Regions from separate parts of the Mus musculus genome. Here region 2 is linked to region 1. The links are chromatin contacts, called in public HiChIP or PLAC-seq maps. All regions are on one chromosome and are shown on one strand. The core of a region is the stretch at or near the end of the contact, and the rest is flanking DNA. Distances in the headings are between cores, read along the strand shown.

The links. HiChIP or PLAC-seq counts read pairs in DNA pulled down with a chosen protein or histone mark.
Region 2: an HNF4G HiChIP or PLAC-seq map of pancreatic cancer cells shows a contact between it and region 1. The contact joins the enhancer-like site here to the promoter of Secisbp2 in region 1. A contact is called at or near these places in 3 of 39 promoter capture datasets (HPC-7-derived erythroid cells, neutrophils and pre-B cells), 1 of 484 Hi-C or Micro-C datasets (pre-pro-B cells), 3 of 115 datasets of contacts at active chromatin or transcription factors (large pre-B cells, pancreatic cancer cells and pro-B cells) and 1 of 9 other capture datasets (liver).

What each region holds. Positions count from the first base shown.
Region 1 is chr13:51,650,118-51,653,240 of GRCm38.p6, forward strand. Secisbp2 (SECIS binding protein 2) reads left to right here and starts at 1,591. Exons shown (of 17, transcript NM_029279.2): 1 at 1,591-1,703; 2 at 2,490-2,638. The coding sequence starts at 1,668. It overlaps Cks2 (CDC28 protein kinase regulatory subunit 2), which reads left to right. Exons shown (of 3, transcript NM_025415.3): 3 at 220-545. The coding sequence ends at 272.
Region 2 is chr13:52,657,917-52,661,039 of GRCm38.p6, forward strand. No RefSeq gene overlaps it. Among named protein-coding and RNA genes, the nearest start is that of Syk, 63 kb to the left of the region's middle. Within about 2 kb of position 1,620, at least 60 of the 459 cell types and tissues checked have an H3K27ac peak or open chromatin away from gene starts, as enhancers often do. A contact at or near this core is called in pancreatic cancer cells, where this site is marked.

The DNA.
Region 1 (3,123 bases), core at 341-2,840:
CAGCTGACTTGAATTAGCTGTTCTTTTTTCAAAGAGATTACATTTCTCTTCACTGAAAATGATTTTGCAGGTAGAAATTATTTTCCAGAGTCGGTCAAAGGATAAAATGGTAGAACAATGCTATTATACGAGTTTGTCCGCATTTACTATTTATTACACCGACAATTCATTTTGAATACTTCAAATAGTGACATGGAACTTAATATTTTCTTTCCACAGAACCGCATATTCTTCTCTTTAGACGACCTCTTCCAAAAGAACAACAAAAATGAAGTGCAGCTGGGATCATCTAATCTTTTTCAAATTTAATGTATATGTGTATATAAGGTAGTATTCAGTGAATACTTGAAAAGTGTACAAACCTTTCATCCATACCTGTGCATGCGCTGTATTCTTCACAGCAACAGAGCTCAGTCAAATGCAACTGCAAGTAGGGTTGTTTTAAGTTGTTCAAGATAGTTTCTTGTAGTTTTTTCTTAATATAAATGCCTGTTTTATTTTACCTGTTTTGTTAAATAAAGTTTGTATATTGCATTTATATCACCATTGTTGAAATTAATTTGACTTGATTATTTTTACCCCTGGGGAAAATAAACATACTTGAAAAAGAAATATAAGAAAATAAACATACTTGAAAAAGAAATATTAAGCTCCAAATGAGGATATTACAGCTTTATTGCCAGTTTACTTCCTAAATAACTTTGGATTCTGCAAGTGAACAGAAAAACCCACCGCTTGATAGTGTCCACAAGTCTACAAAAAGTCTAGTGGTTTCAGAGAAAAGTATCTTAAAAGTTCAGGTGCCACATTCGTGCATCTTGTGTGAACCAAGAAATTAAGCACACATCAGTGGATAGCCATAAAAAAAAGTATGAGTGGCCAGAAACAAGACTGTAGTTAGACATTAGCAGGGGTGATTTCTCATTGAACACAGTAAACACTACAGAGCCACAGCCTTCCATGTGTGGGATACACTAGACCTAACAGGGCTACTGACCATGAACTGGCACTGGTGTCTTGCTTGAAAAAAAGGGCTGGTGTTTAATTCTAACCCTACAGACTGACTCCAAGGCCTGTTTGCCAAATGCCCCCACATTGCAGGCGACCTTTTTCTGTCCTTCGACCTGTTTCTGTGCTCTTGGTTTCATTTTGGAGTTGTGTTTTGCGAGAGCTTCCTGTTGTCCAGGCCCCAGCAGAAGTCTCACATAGCTAAACATTTGACTCCTCTTAGTTCCAAGGTTCTTCATCTGCCTGCAGGCACCCGCCATGACATCCTACTAGAAACTCCACAGGAGCAGATGCTCCTGGAAGCTCACCACTGAGCAGGTCTGCCGGCCTCACTCTTACTAGGAGTCTCCCTCCTGCACTGCATCAGTGCGGGCGCCCAGAGCCTGGCCTCCCCTAGTGTCACATCACCAAGCCCGCCCCACGTAAGAGCTCAGCCGCGCCCTTCCTGGCCCACCACAAGCCACCCCCTAGAGCTGTCGCTGCCCCAGTCTTCCACGTGCGGCTCCGGAGGCCCGGGACGCCGAGCACTTCCGGCAGGGAAGGCCTCCGTCGCGCCTCGGTGACGTACGTCCTGGCGCCGCCGCGCAGGAAGGCGGAAACGCTGAGTCGTTGGTTAGGCGCGCCGCTAGCTTCACGGCGCGGGCTCTTCCGTGGCCGCCATGGCGTCGGAGCGGCCGCGGGAGCCGGACGGCGAGGTAAGGGGCGGGCTGCGGGTCTAGGCACACGCGCGGGGCCGCCGGGCCTGAGGTTCGGGGATGGGGGGCTTGACCACCCTCTCACGGTTCGGCCAGCGAAATGATAACACATAGGCTACCTACGGCCTCGGGCACCTCGCACCCGCGTCCGCGCCTGCCATGACCGCTAGATGGCGCGCCGGCCGTCCCAGAAATCCACTCTAAATTGGCCAAACGCGGTGATAAAAGTTGTCAGAATAACCCATACTCTGCGTTCCAAGGGCTCATGGCTGTGGGATGATTTTTCTCTCAGAGGTTCCGTGTGGTTTACTAACTACAGATGAAATATGTGGTGATTTTTGTTGAGAAGTTAGATGGCAATAAATGTCAGCGGTGTGTTTTACATAATAACTTTGAGCGTCCTTTGGGTATAGTTTAGCGACACTAGGTACAGGGTTCTTATATATCTCATGTATAAAGATGGAAGAGGTAAAAATAACTATCTTCAAGTTTAAATCCTCAGAAGCATTCCGAGTTGTGGTTCTTGTTATATAACAAGGTTGGGGTTTCCTTCGACTTTAATTCATTGTCCTTTTTTCACATGTAAGGTCCAGTAACCTTTTTTTTTTTTTTAATAATAAAAACATCAGGGAGATATTGTTGCCAAACACATTTTTGTCTTTGCACTGCACCTTTGTAATCACCAATGGGCCTATCAGAATGGCGCACCTTTCTTGTGGTTTGTATTTGATGGCATTTGGCGAATCTCAGGAGCGTTAAAGCCCATCCCCACCCTCTCATCCTCAGGATAGCATCAAGTTGTCAGCTGATGTCAAACCATTCGTCCCTAAGTTTGCTGGGCTCAACGTGGCGTGGTCAGAGTCCTCAGAGACACGTGTCTTCCCAGGCTGTGCGGCCACCTACTATCCATTTGTACAGGAACCACCAGCAGCTGAGTATGTATTTTCTCGATGCCTTGCCTCATGCAGAGGGTTTCTCTCCCAGAGGTAGTGATTAGAGCCTCACACACTGAAACATACATAACATCTTACAGGACGGCTTGCAGGTGAGGAAAGGAGGCTCTTCAACCAGCAAAGATTGGGCTCTGTAGCCTGACTAAATTCTGTGCAAAAACTTCATCCAGGAAGGGACCGACACTACGGAACTTAGAAAGTACAGTTGCAGGGTCATTTGTTTACAGTTGATACTGGTTCACGCGTGTAGGGACTGAGGATGCTGCTTTGCCATTTGTCAGGCCCTGGGCTTGATCTTCAGAGCTACCAAAGCAAGACAGAACCAAACAAATTCACATTTGTATTGGGAAAAGAAACGGCAAGAAGGAAGGGTAAATGGGAAAAGGACAGATGGATGAAGGATCAGATAGATAACATGCCAGGCTGGACAACTTAGCGAGACCCTGTCTCCAGTGACAGAGCTCCGT
Region 2 (3,123 bases), core at 370-2,869, 1.0 Mb after region 1:
ATTAATGTGACAATGTCCTCAGGACTGCTCCAAGTGTCCCCATACCCTGCCCTAGTATCTGTCTGTCTGTTCACAGCCAGTCACCAGACTACCCAGCACCAGCTCTGAGCCCACACTCGAGAAGTACCTCGGCCACCAGTTCAGGGTGTTTTCTTGGCAATCCGTACTGTGAACCCCTCAGAAGGCATCACACAGCAGCAGGATTCCAAGTTCAATGCTCAGCCCTGGGTTCCCTGACTTGCACCAGGATTTCCAGGGCCCATCATATGAATCTCAGCCCTGGAATATGCCGTCCCTGTAACACCAACCCAGCCTTCGGCCAGCCCTCCTGCACGTGTCATGGGGTATACCTGGGGGATGGGTCACACAGATAAGGACATCCTGAAGTAGGGTAGGTCACACAGATGATCATGAAGCAATGTCCAGAAGGTGGCCGTTGGCTCTTCTGGTTCATATCTTTTAGCCCGGACCATGTTAAATAAACACAAGCATTACCAGGAGGTCAGAGGATATGGGAGGAAGAAGAGGAAGACAAGAGCAGGAAGGGAGGGTCTATCATATCACCAAGCCCCTAACACAAAGATGAACGTGCCTGGCCAGTGGGCCCCTCTCTATGCTGGACAAGACCCCCCTCTTATCAATCACCAACTCAGAAAGTCAGTGCAACTTTTGGGGATTCGCCTGTCAGTGCTACTCTTCATGTGTCCAGTAGGTGGCAGCAGATCCTCGGACAGGACTGCCACGGGGGCCACAGGCAGGAAAGAGCTGCTTCCTCCTTAACAAAGTACCTGTTTTAACAAGAGTCAGCGCTGCCAAGTGGATACACGGCAGGAATCACATTCCAGCAGGTGCAGAAATAATATACAAGGAAGCAATTTCTAATCTTGGACATCAAAGTACTGCTGAGTGGGAATTTAAACGGATCTCTTTATTTACTCTTTTAAAAATCTACTCGGAGCCTAGGTGGCGGGTGGCTCAGTCGACAGACAGCTTGCCTAGTGTGCTTTAGTCTGAGTACTGAGTAAAAGCGGGTGTGTTCGCTTGCTGCTCTGCTACATAATCAACGCAAGGCCTGACTGGACCCTGTCTCAAAAGGGGGTTGGGGAGGAGAGTCCACTTTGCACAAAATCATGTCTGCTAGTTTGACATCAAAATAGAGTCATCTTGGTGGCTTTGATTGGCAACGGTGGGGTGCAGACTAAGCGAGAAGCCTGTTGGTCTCTGCTCCAGTGTCTCTTGATTACTGGAACCTCGGGACCTTTCCCAGGAAGCCAGTGGTTTCAAGGACGACACGAATGCTCAGCCTTGCTAATGGCACTCAGATAACCTGGGATTTTGACCAAGGGAGAGCGGTTTGAAAACCAAACTGTGACTGACTCATGAGTTATTCCAGACTAGAAGATTCCTGCTTACAGCATCCGGGAGCCAGGGAGAAGCTATTCAAGCCCAGCCTGTGCTTTCCAGGCAAGGGCGTAGCATTGTGCACATTTGAGATGCTTTCGGATGGGCATAGGTGAAGACCCTGGCTCCAGGCTCTGCCCTGCCTCCACCTGGTCCTTCTCCCCGTCCCAGTACCTTCTCACGCCCAGGCATGCTAGCTGTGTTGAGAAAAACCGCAAGACAGGGACAGCTAATGTCTCTCCTTGATTTTGAGACATGAGTCAAAACCAACGATGAGCAATCCTCCTGACACAACCAAGAAAATATCTGAGAAATGCCAGAAAGATCGACAGGGCTTGGGTGGTGCAGAAATGTGTCTGTTTGCACAGGCTCTTCCTTTTGCTAACTGCGATCAGGGCCTAATGATGGTGCCAGGAGGGAGAAGGGGGCTAACCTGAGCACATTGCCAGGAAGCCAAGCTTACTATTCAGTGCTTTGAATAATCATGACTACCCCGGAGATTCTCCTTGGGACTTAGATATCCTGAATTAACATCATCTGTCTGGAGCTGTCTCTCTCGTGGCTCCCGGTTTGGGGGCAGTGGTCCATGAAGGGCCCATGGAGGGAAGAGAAGCTCAGTCACCAAGAGACAAAACAGATGGAGAATCCTGTTCCCATCGTGGGAAGATAAAGAAAGCACTGGCCCAGAGGCCGCCATGAGCTTCAAAGGCCCACCCCCACAACCTGATTCTCCCAGCTGGACCCCGCCTCCTCCTAAAAGCTCCATGTCCCCTCTCAACAGTACCACCACCTGGGATCAATACTGGGAATTCCCATGGGAGACATCCGAGATTAAAACCCTAGGGATCCCAGATCAGAGATCAAAGAGTGGACATGGGATGGTGCCACTCACTGGAATCCCTAGTGGCACGTTGGCAACATCTTTCTTTTTTCCCCATTCTTCTGACTGAATGCTCTGCTTGGCTTGAAATCTTAGTGCCAGAGGGAAGGAGATAGTTCCAGCACAGAGCAAGAACTCGGCTGCACGGAAGTGGATATGAAGACTTGATCTGACCCCTTTGGGATCCTTCATAATTCTGAGTTAAAAGTGAGTTACTGTCGGTGTCTGCTTTAATGTCCCAAGAGAAAATAAAGTAGGTTATCGCAAAGGAGGTGGTAAGGAGTCTGCCTGCAGCACAGGAGGACCCACAATGCATCGCAACATTACCATGCCTTGCACACAAAGTCAAGGACTACGGCGATGCACTATAATAAAATTATCTCTTATATTCTACAAGACTGGAACTTCTGCTGGACCTCACAGCCAGAGTTAATAATGCACCTTGAGGTCACTTAAGACTTAAGGCTGCTATCCTACTGTGGACTCAAACTGTTTGTTTAGTCTGCCTCTAAGAGAACACTGTAATAACCAAGCTTGCTTGCCTAGGATTTCCCATGTAATCAGCTTTTACAACCGAAGCTAATGCATAGCTGCAATCTTAAGTTATGCACTCTTCTATGCCCCCAACCTGGAACAAGGCATATGTATCATTTGCTTTAAACAGCAAACACAGAAGTTGAAGGCAACTTCTTAAAATCTATCCTACAGGTGGATGGCATCCACTTATGGACGCTGGCCAATAAGCAGTGATGTTTGTTGTCTGAGACAGTTAGGACCAGTTGGAGCCAGTGACTTCATCCCTTATAAAACCTCCGTTAAAGATTTCTGAAAAGAATCCCATT